Regions from separate parts of the Mus musculus genome. Here all the other regions are linked to region 2. A link is a contact called in public HiChIP or PLAC-seq and promoter capture Hi-C data. All regions are on one chromosome and are shown on one strand. Each heading gives the region's core, a stretch centred on a gene start, on an enhancer-like site or on the middle of the called end of the contact. The rest is flanking DNA. Distances are from core to core; before and after follow the strand shown.

Evidence for each region. HiChIP or PLAC-seq counts read pairs in DNA pulled down with a chosen protein or histone mark. Capture Hi-C pulls out chosen DNA fragments and counts their contacts.
Region 1: a promoter capture Hi-C map of adipose tissue shows a contact between it and region 2. The contact joins two enhancer-like sites. A contact is called at or near these places in 1 of 39 promoter capture datasets (hippocampal neurons), 4 of 484 Hi-C or Micro-C datasets (embryonic fibroblasts, nephron progenitors and uterus), 2 of 115 datasets of contacts at active chromatin or transcription factors (the NIH/3T3 cell line and heart atrium) and 3 of 9 other capture datasets (adipose tissue, liver and pancreatic islet).
Region 3: a contact with region 2 is called in an H3K27ac HiChIP or PLAC-seq map of embryonic fibroblasts, with 31 read pairs. The contact joins the promoter of Dnm3os here to the enhancer-like site in region 2. A contact is called at or near these places in 9 of 39 promoter capture datasets (the 3T3-L1 cell line, 3T3-L1-derived adipocytes, the SN4741 cell line and 5 more), 22 of 484 Hi-C or Micro-C datasets (the 3T3-L1 cell line, the C2C12 cell line, adipose-derived mesenchymal stem cells and 7 more), 7 of 115 datasets of contacts at active chromatin or transcription factors (the NIH/3T3 cell line, craniofacial prominence, embryonic fibroblasts and 4 more) and 3 of 9 other capture datasets (adipose tissue, liver and pancreatic islet).

What each region holds. Positions count from the first base shown.
Region 1 is chr1:162,036,289-162,039,331 of GRCm38.p6, reverse strand. All of the region lies in intron 17 of Dnm3 (dynamin 3), which reads left to right. Among named protein-coding and RNA genes, the nearest start is that of 2810442N19Rik, 33 kb to the right of the region's middle. Within about 2 kb of position 1,296, at least 166 of the 459 cell types and tissues checked have an H3K27ac peak or open chromatin away from gene starts, as enhancers often do. A contact at or near this core is called in the NIH/3T3 cell line, adipose tissue, embryonic fibroblasts and 1 more, where this site is marked.
Region 2 is chr1:162,131,138-162,134,368 of GRCm38.p6, reverse strand. The region is part of intron 15 of Dnm3 (dynamin 3); the gene reads left to right. Among named protein-coding and RNA genes, the nearest start is that of Dnm3os, 85 kb to the left of the region's middle. Within about 2 kb of position 1,263, at least 65 of the 459 cell types and tissues checked have an H3K27ac peak or open chromatin away from gene starts, as enhancers often do. A contact at or near this core is called in the C2C12 cell line, the NIH/3T3 cell line, the SN4741 cell line and 10 more, where this site is marked.
Region 3 is chr1:162,215,860-162,219,020 of GRCm38.p6, reverse strand. Dnm3os (dynamin 3, opposite strand) reads right to left here and starts at 1,398. Exons shown (of 1, transcript NR_002870.2): 1 at 1-1,398. The region is part of intron 14 of Dnm3 (dynamin 3); the gene reads left to right. It overlaps Mir199a-2 (microRNA 199a-2), which reads right to left and starts at 1,207; the gene lies at 1,098-1,207.

The DNA.
Region 1 (3,043 bases), core at 47-2,546, 95 kb after region 2:
CATTTCCTTGAGCCAGACCCGTGTCAGCCAGTGGCTCATATGAACAGCTCTGCCAGTTGTAAATTCTTGAACTCCAACGTTTGCATGAGTAGTTATTCGCTGCTCAGAGTCCCAGAGAGCCACACCCTGGGGCTGGCGCCTAACCACCATCCTAACTCTCTGCCGAGCCACTTTAAAAAGCATGTGAATACTACCCTGTTGGAGCTAGTGTTTCTGTCTCAGGACCGAGTTCCATGTACAATGTATTTCATTGAGCTCCCGTGCCACACTGCAGCATGTACCATGTTAAGGGGATAAATGTATGGATTGCAGAGTAAAAGGGCTAGTAAAGCAGGAAGCGGTCAAACTGTCAACTGCCACTTTAGAAGGAAGATACCAACTTTTAAAAATCTATTAACACAAAAGAAATGATTATTCCTGAATGAAATGTTTTAGGGGCCAGTGAGAAGGGGGGGAGGGGGAAAGAGCCAAGATGATTGTTTTGTTTTGTTTCATTTTGTTTCATTTGGTTTTGTTTGTTCACAGCTGGGGGAATGAGGAAATGCTTTTTGTAGTAAACTCTGGAAAAAGGAGCTTGACTGGCAAGACGCATTCAGCACGGTCCAAGCTATCTCACAGGATGTGACTGGGTTTAGCGTTGTAAGACAGCTCTGTAGTTTTATTCTGGCCAAATGTCTGTATGATTCTCAGGCAGTTCCCTCCCCTGTCACCTTCCAGCCTTGCTTCTAACAGGGAGTCTCTCTCACTTTGATTCACGGTTTCTCACAAGCAGCTCCAGACTGCCTTTATAAGATAACACAAGTCTTGGGAGTGAGAACGGAGTTGAACCATCTGCAGTTCTTTCTTTGCTATAAAAATAAATAAATAAATAAATAAATAAATAAATAAATAAATAAGAATTTCCACACTCATATCCTTGTTGGGTCCCTCATCCCAACCCAACCCCAACACATACTGCGGAAATGGTGAAAGAGACCCCAGACAGAGCAGTGGGGGTCGAACTCAGGGCGCATGATTCACTGCCTACTGCTTTCATCCACAGTCAATTTTCTAGACAAGCCTGGCCTCCTGTCACTCCCATTAATCACGGGGCCCAAGCAGAGTCCAGCAGGGTGCCCCTTGTACGGCTCAGACAGGGTCTGGGGCATCACAAGATTCCCATTAAAAGCGAGATAGGGGTCTTGACTTCTCATTCATTCCCACAATGCACTTCATCAGCATCCCGCTACACACTCCTCCTGTGAGCAACTGGCGCTGCTGGGTGTTGATGTTGGTTTTGGCTTGCTTCCTCCTAGAGCAGCCAGCCGTTGTGTAAGCAAGTCTGTCTGAATCGCTCTGGGGCTAACTGCCTTCTTAGAAGTCCTCCTGCTGCTCATTATTTAGCCAGCAAGCCATTACTATTATTAGCTTTGAATTCTTCCTTCTCCACTTTCTGTTCACTAAAATACTGAAGTGTGGACAATCATCGCCCAACCAATTGTTAAATGCCTCTCCCTGCCCCCCCCACCTTTTCTATTATTTGGGTTGACATTCAAAACAAGTACAAAACTCAGGAACTTTAAAGAGGGGTTTGGGATGGAGAGTCAGTAACTAGATTCCTTCTCGTGCTCTTTCAGTAACTTCTAGTGTACGTGCCATCTTCATTTTGTATGCACCATACAGTCTATTCAGAAAAATTTAAAGAGAAAATAAAAAAAGAACAGCATTAGGTAGTTCTTGGCAGTCAGTCAAAGACAGCATTGCAGGGAAGGTATTTAAGTCTTTTAAGTGAAGCTATTTGTATATCAGCAACTGCATTTTTCATGACCAGGGAGAGCTATTTGCACAGTCTTTCACGGAAATATTTCTAGACAGTTTCTGTGGCTTTCCTCCCTGAGCTCATGTATTTGCTTCTGCTTCAGAACAGGACAATTTAATGAGCAGTTTTACAGCCCAACCTGCACCCTGCACACTCTACGGGGCTACATGCCTGCCGCATATAACCTTTGCCCTATTTGCCATTAAAGAACAAGACTTTCCTATAACCAACTTTATACTATGATGGGGGTGGGGCACGCAACTGATACTTCAGTCCACCCTACAGCCCATAGACATCAATGTTTTAAAAACTTTATACTTAAAAAAAAATAGGGTACATATTAGCATTACCATAGTCAGCCCCCTTCTTTTGTAAGGTGTTTATGTCATCTTTCATCCTTTGACCTAGAGCAAAAGGACCACGTGCTTCAGAGCAAATAACTCATTTGGCCTCATTTCTAGTCCAGGGAGGCATGTTCAAAGATAAACCCCAAATTATTTCAGAAATAAAAACAACAACAAAAATAAAAAATAAGAGACATCATTTTCTGTCTCCAGTCTTACTAATGATTGTCAGCCCTGGAAAATCCTCTTTGTTTTCGTTTTAAGACATAGGGTTCTGCATATTCTCAAATGAAATAAGTATCTAATTGTAAACAAAAAAAATACCTAAATTTGCCTTATTTTCCCCATGGGTTCTGCTTTTGGTGTTCTGTTGTTTTTCTTGCTATCTGCTAAACATTTGAGCTCTCCCTTTCTTTTGAGCTGTGGAGCCCCAAACAGGAAGCAGGGACCCCTGGCCGGGTCTGGGCAGGAGAACAACCAAGCCATTGTGCAGAGGAACACCACCTCCCTCCTGGCCCTGCAATGCCGGCCTCTGCCCGCCTGTTTTAACTACGCTATGGATTTAAGGTAGTCTGCAGTACCTCAGACACCTGGCTCGCTTTCTGCCCTACTTACTTCAGCCAATCTGTCCTCATCTCATAATTCTGTTTACTTTCTCTTCTTAAGGACAAGGAGGGTACTCTTTAAAACAGAGTGAAGTAAGTTCAGGGCAAATGAAAGGAAATGTACTTCATACAGGCAGGTTATAAACTTGCGGAACTCATTAGTTTCAAAAGGTGGGACTGGCAGGAAGCGTAAAGGAATTCAAAAACATTTTAGCCAGATTTATGAAAAAGAGCCATAAATGGCTACTAAGAATACCAGGGCTGTGACCAGCTTTTACAACTGAAATCCCACAGCT
Region 2 (3,231 bases), core at 14-2,513:
CTAGCCTGGAATTCATTCTATAGCCAAAGCTGGCCTTGAACTCTTAATCTGCCTACCTCTACCTCCCGAGTGTTGGTATTACAGGCAAGTGCCACTACACTGGCTTTCCTTAGACTTTGTTTTCTATTTTTAACATCCACCATGGGTTATGGCTTCAAAAGTCCCAAACACAAGAGGCAGAAAGATCGTCAAATCCTAGTTTATTTCCTGGTTTCTCAGCAGACACTAAAATCTTGCCAAATCTTTCTTAAAACTACATTTTACTACCTATGGTCCACCATATCAGGGTTTACACTTTACAAACTTACAAATCCTCACTTTTGGGGGTGGGGTTGGGGGGAAATAAACCAACCCCACAGAGGGTTAAAACGATGGAAGGCGTGGGTGACCATTTTGTAAGGTAGGAAGCACTTTCTCCAAGTTCTTTTGACTTTCTTAAGATCACACAGTTCAGACAGACCTCTCACCCTAGAGGTAGAGGGTGCATAGGAACTTTGACCTGCTCCCCTTCCTTGCATATTCCTCATGACACTTTTCTAATCTCTCCCATCATTGCTGCTGGAGAGCATCAGGACTTAAGTGCCTACCACTGACTATCACCAGGAGCTGTGGTTGTTCACTAAAATTAATCAGTGGAATTGAACAAATGATACATGGAATTGCACTAAAGTCAGACAAATAGAATGAAGGGGTTGTCTCCATTTTTCTTCAATTGGAAATGTTATAGGAAAAAAATCTAATTTGTGTAAATTAAGGAGAAGTGAGTCATTAGGTAGCAGGTCTAATTTTAACCCAGGTTCACAGGCTACATTGTATCTTGATTTAGCAATGAATGAAGAAGTTACTTGATTAGGTTCAGTGAGGAGCCCAGGGTCAATCAGACAGTTAATGAAAACAGCAAAAGCCTTCTTCCTACATTCCCAGTCAGTTGCTCAGAGTGACTCAGAATACAAAAATACTTGGAAAAACCACAAGAACAAGCCATTTAAAGAATCAAGGGGAAAGAAAATTAAATACCACTCTACAATAAAATATTGAAATGGAATTTCCCCCACTGTGGAGGACATGGTGTTATTTGAAAGTCCACTGTGCAGAAGAAAACAAAACAAAGCAAAATAGCAACAAACGCCAAATAGACAAACACCACTGAAAATGATAACGAATGAAAAGACTGGTCAGAGCAGTCACGATCCTCTGGGGCCGAGCTCAGTGCTCTTCTGGGCTCTTCTTGGGTCCTGAAGAATCTGATGATGGGGTGTGCTCTGTGGGAATTCTGTCATACCGGAAGTTCAATAAATGCTACCGCTCCGCCCACCCGCAAGGTTCAGTTGTTATTAAAGGGCTTCAAACAGGAAAAAAATAGAACCATGGGTATTAGAGAGTACAAGAGTCACCAAAGTAAGAATATTCTAGGTTTTGGAAAATCTAGATCTTCTGTCTTCTGGAAACCTTGAACTCTAAAACGATCGTGAGTTCTGTTACTTCTGCAGAGACCTCTGCCAGAACACAGACACGCCCAAACACTATATTTGCTGTCAGCTTTTGCTTTTAAATCTTAAGCCCTTTGAATGGTTTTTGTGCTGTCTGAGTCTGCCAGGACAGTGCCAATCATAAGCAGGCATTCTCATTCTGTTTCTGATTTCAAAGAGAATAATTTGAAAAGGTTTTTGAAAAACACTTGATATCCTTTAAGGAACAGAGCATTCTTCCTGTTCCTCGGTATAGAGGATTCAGTGTAAGCTTTCAAACCAAGGCAAATGGATCAATTTTAGCAATACCTTCATCTAGAAGACTATGTGACTTCCCTCCCTCCCCCTATAATCTGCTTGTGTGGTGAAACATGCTGTTAGGTTTTCTAATGGTGAGCCATCCTTGATCTTCTACATTCAAAGTGAAGCACATGTACCATGCACTCTTGCCTTAAAATGATGAGTGTTTTATTGAAGCTTTTGCAATTACATTCATAAGGAATACTGAGCAAGAAATATTCTTTGTGTGCCACCTCTGGTAGCTTTGGGCATCAAGGATCTTAGCCTCATACAATCATATGCCATTAAACCCTAATTGTTCTTTGTAATAATTTTGTTTAAAACTGGGATTAACCTGTAGATGGATGTTTGATGGAAGTCACTGCTAAAATCATCTAGATTTTACATCATCAGGATTTTAGGTGGGTTTTTAAAAATATGTTTATTAAGTCTTAGAGAATTTCATATCAGTGTTTGGTGTATTTTGATCATATTCCCCCTTTTTACCTCCCCCAACTCCTCCCAGATCCATCCGCTACCTCTCCACTTCCTACCAACATTGTATACTTAAAAAAAAAAAAAACCCACCAAGTTTAATTTAGTCTTCCCCTATTCAGATGGGTATGGGGTTATCCTCTGGAGCATAGTCAACCTACCAGATGTCACACTTATAAAAACACCTGGCTGTTCTTCCCCCAAGAAGCCATGAACTGTCAGTAGCTCCTCAGCTGGGGTGGGGGCTAAGGAGCCACCAACACCAAAAGTTGTTTTTGCCAAGTGGATGGTTAACTCTAACTTAATATGTTTATTGTACATTGTAGAGATATTCTATATTTTATATTTTATCTGGACCAGCTTAGGTCAATAACATGTTTTCTAGCAAATTCTCCAATCCATTTATTTTAAAATAAATTACCCCAAGTATCTTACTGTTCTCTTATTTTTAATGTGTCTGAGATTTGGCATCTTTTATCTCTAATATTAAACCTCACCTCTTTTCTCTCCCGGATCACACTTGTCAGAGTTTTGAATTATTTTCAAAGAAACAGCTCTTGGCTTTCTTATTCTTCATTGCATATATTTTTCTACTTCAATAGTCTCCTTTTTATTTCCAGCCATATATCTTCTTGGTGTTTGTGTTGCCAGCCTTCATTTGTATGTGCAGTTCATCAGCTTGTACCCTTATTGTCTTCAGCTGACTGCCATAAACAGCAGTTATAATAATTTCGCCAGGCTTCGGTTCTGTTGCTAAGTCTCCTCTAGGTTTTCCCTTCTCTTTGAGTTACTCAGAAATGTGTTTTACGTTTTATAACGCATAGAATTTTATTGTTTTGTTGTTGTTTACTTTTAACTTAATTGTGCTGCGGTCAGAGAATGAGGTCTGGCACATTCTGAGTTTTCTTAAGTCTGCCATGCTTGTTTGAAAGCCTGTCTTTACACGTTAGAAGTGGAGGTCTCTGTGTCACGCTTGTTGATGGCATTA
Region 3 (3,161 bases), core at 149-2,648, 85 kb before region 2:
TCTTGCTTCCAGTCTGCCTACCTCCCCCACTCTCCTTCACCTCCAGGACAGCTGGAAACTGACCAAAGAAAACTTTTGCCTTCGTTTACAAATTCCTGTTTTATCAGCATCTTTTTAGACAACGTGCCTTATCATTTCAAAGGCCCAGGACAAGTGAGAGCCTTGTTAAAAAAAAAAAAAAAAAAAAAAAAAAAGATGGGCCAGCAGGCTCAGCTGACCAGCAAGTATCAGCCATTCTTGGATTTTAGAAGAACAATTTCAATGTTATCTAGTGAGCCCACTAAAGACAGAGCGCTATTCCCCTGGCCTGCTAAGTTGCTGAGTCAGTAAGATGTGGGTTTGGCACTTGGGCCCTCATCTCTGGCTAAGTGCGTTTGCATTGTCTGATAGTAAAATAACAAAACAAAAAAGCAAAAAACAAAAGACTAGACTGCTTCTTATCGTTAGGTACTATTATTTCTGGTGTTTCTATTATATAGATAAACAGAAAAGCTCCCTGTTCATACAAGAGTTTTGAAAATTGCATTTTTTTCCTTTAGGGCAAAATGCATTCATTCCTGGAGTGTTAGAGGTTGCATACATAGCTCATCCATGCTCGAGTTTAAGTCTCTGAATTATCAGTTTCAACCATTCAAAACTAAGTCTCGTTCAGTTTTTGCTACTTGTCTGGAGTGAGGTTTTTTTCCCCACCTTTTATTTTGAAGCGGAAGACCCTTACATTTAAGAAAGCATTTGAACGATCAACATTTAGACTTATAAAAAACACACAGAAAATCACAATTTACCATACGACCTTGCTCTTTTGAAAGTTAAGTTCACGGTTATCTGTCCCTTAGCTCAGTGTCTCCAGCGTCTTCACACAGGTGATGGGATCTCTATCTAGTTCCCCAATCACAGACCAGGTACGCAATCCCAGAGGCCTTACCCGCTGGTCTTCCCTGGAGCAGTCCTCTCCCCTGGCAGAGTCCCTGAGGGCTTCTTGGTCCCTAGTTTGCAAAACCTGTGAAGAGAAACACTGGATATGAGATTCAACAAAGGAGCACCCAGCTGTCCTCTCCTTGGAAGCAGCACATTGTGTCCCCAGCCGTCCATGGCGTTGCTGGCCCTTGCCCAGTCTAACCAATGTGCAGACTACTGTACAACGGCATTGTCCTGAACAGGTAGTCTGAACACTGGGGCGACGGAGCAGGATCTCCTGAAGCTTCCATCGGTGTGTGGAAAATCCTGTCCCGGGGCTGGGGAGAGCCTGTCTTCCTGCACCAGGGGCTTGTTCAGCTTCCCCCCTGAACCCTGTCTGCTGCATCGACTGAGACACACTAAAGGGCTGTGATTTCCAGTCTTGACGTGGCACATTTGCAGCAGACTAGGGAACTGGCAATGAATTTAGGACCAGGAAAAGGGGGAGGGCTGGGCTGGAGAGTCCATATATGGGATGATGTCACCCTGGGGAGGTTTGGGTATGCGCTGTGCCGCTGGAGAGACCGCTAGAATCGCCTGCTCTCAGACATGGGTCTGTGCATAAAATGGTACCAGATGTTTTCGTGTAATGTTAAGCAGTCATTTCATCTTCAGGCCAGATTTTTTCCCTCAACTGGGCAGGAAGTGGGGCCCCAGTATGGAAAAGCTGTAAAAAAAAAAAAAAAAGGCAAGATGTACAGTTCTGCTGTGGCCAACCGAAAGTGAGTTGAGAGTAGAAGTACAAATTTGTTGCCTGATCTGGGCTGAAGAAGTAATTTAAAGATAGAAAGATGACAAAGCAGTAAGCAGAAAGTCAAACACTGTTAAGCAGGCAAACTTCGAGGCCTTTTTTTTTTTTTTTAACTTTCCTGCGATACTTTGTTTTCTTGTATTTTACTCCTTAGTGAGGTCAGATAAGTTGGGGCTCCCCCCTTTCTTTTCCTCCTCTTCCCCCTTCTCCCTCCTCCTCCTCCTCCTCCTCCTCCTCCTCCTCCTCCTCCTCCTCCTCCTCCTCCTTTTCTGCTGGACCTGTCAGCAGCTTGCAGGCTGCTCTAGACTTGAGCAGTAATTACAGCAACTTCCTGAAAGTGAAGCCCCCATGAAAAGTCTGGAGAAATGCTCTTTGTCATGGCCTCTCCATGAGTAATTAGTTCCATATGTGGCCTTCCTCGTCTCCCTCCCTCAGCTCTCTTGGCTGGCTCTCTGCATGCCGTTCTATAGCCTTACCTAAGGAAATGTTAAAAAGTTTAGACTTCAAGCACCCACACTGCTGTACCGCTCTTTTCTGAACATTTCCCTCTGGTAGAGCCACACGGTTAAGGACAGCATTGTTTTATCCTGCTGGCTACTCCCAATTCTGTTTGAATACTTTTGTTTTGTTTACATGGTGTTCTGATGATGAGGTTTATCTCTGGTTAAGTAAATCTGTTGAAACTGGCCCAGTGAAGCTTGACCACTTACAAACTCTCAGCTCGCTTGGCCTCTAGTCCTCTGTCCCAGTTGTTAACTGTTTCAAATTATGTAGGCTGTTGAATGTTGTGAACATGAGGTCCCCTAACTTGTTTTCCACTGTATTCTGATTGATATTAGATTTTTGTCTCAAATAAGAGCTTTATCAATTGGCCTTGTAGAGGTCACAATGTGGGAGATTTTCTAAATCTAACTCACAGGATGAAGGGCTATAGTATTTTTGTAAGAATTAGAGCCCGAACAACTTATTTGTACCTGCCTTCTATGACACTTTTGAGATGTACAAATCTATATTGGCTGTTTCAAAATGCTTCAAGTGAGAGCCGCCTTAACTTATTTATTTTTTCCTAACATGGTTTCTTTTAAATTGATGTACCACAAACGGTTCAAAAGTGGTCCCAAGCCCTTGTGAAGAAGATTAAGTCAGAGTACTTTATCTAGAAGCTTATGATAGAGCAAAGAGGTTTATGTCAGGTTAAATACACCAGGTTGACACAGGATTAAATAGTTGATGCAAGCCAGGGGAATGCTTCCTATTAGTGTCTTCTTACCGGCCTCCTTCTCCTTCTTTAGGGACTATTTGAGAGTGGTTAGGGGAGCGCAGTGTGAGTCAGCTGCCGTTTCCCTCAGGGCTGCTACGTGATTACTGGAAATGATGGAAGGGTGACTAAGTGTGACCTAATGGTCTGATTGCAAGAGGATGCTGCTGGGTCCTCAGTATGTCTGTCGTACTA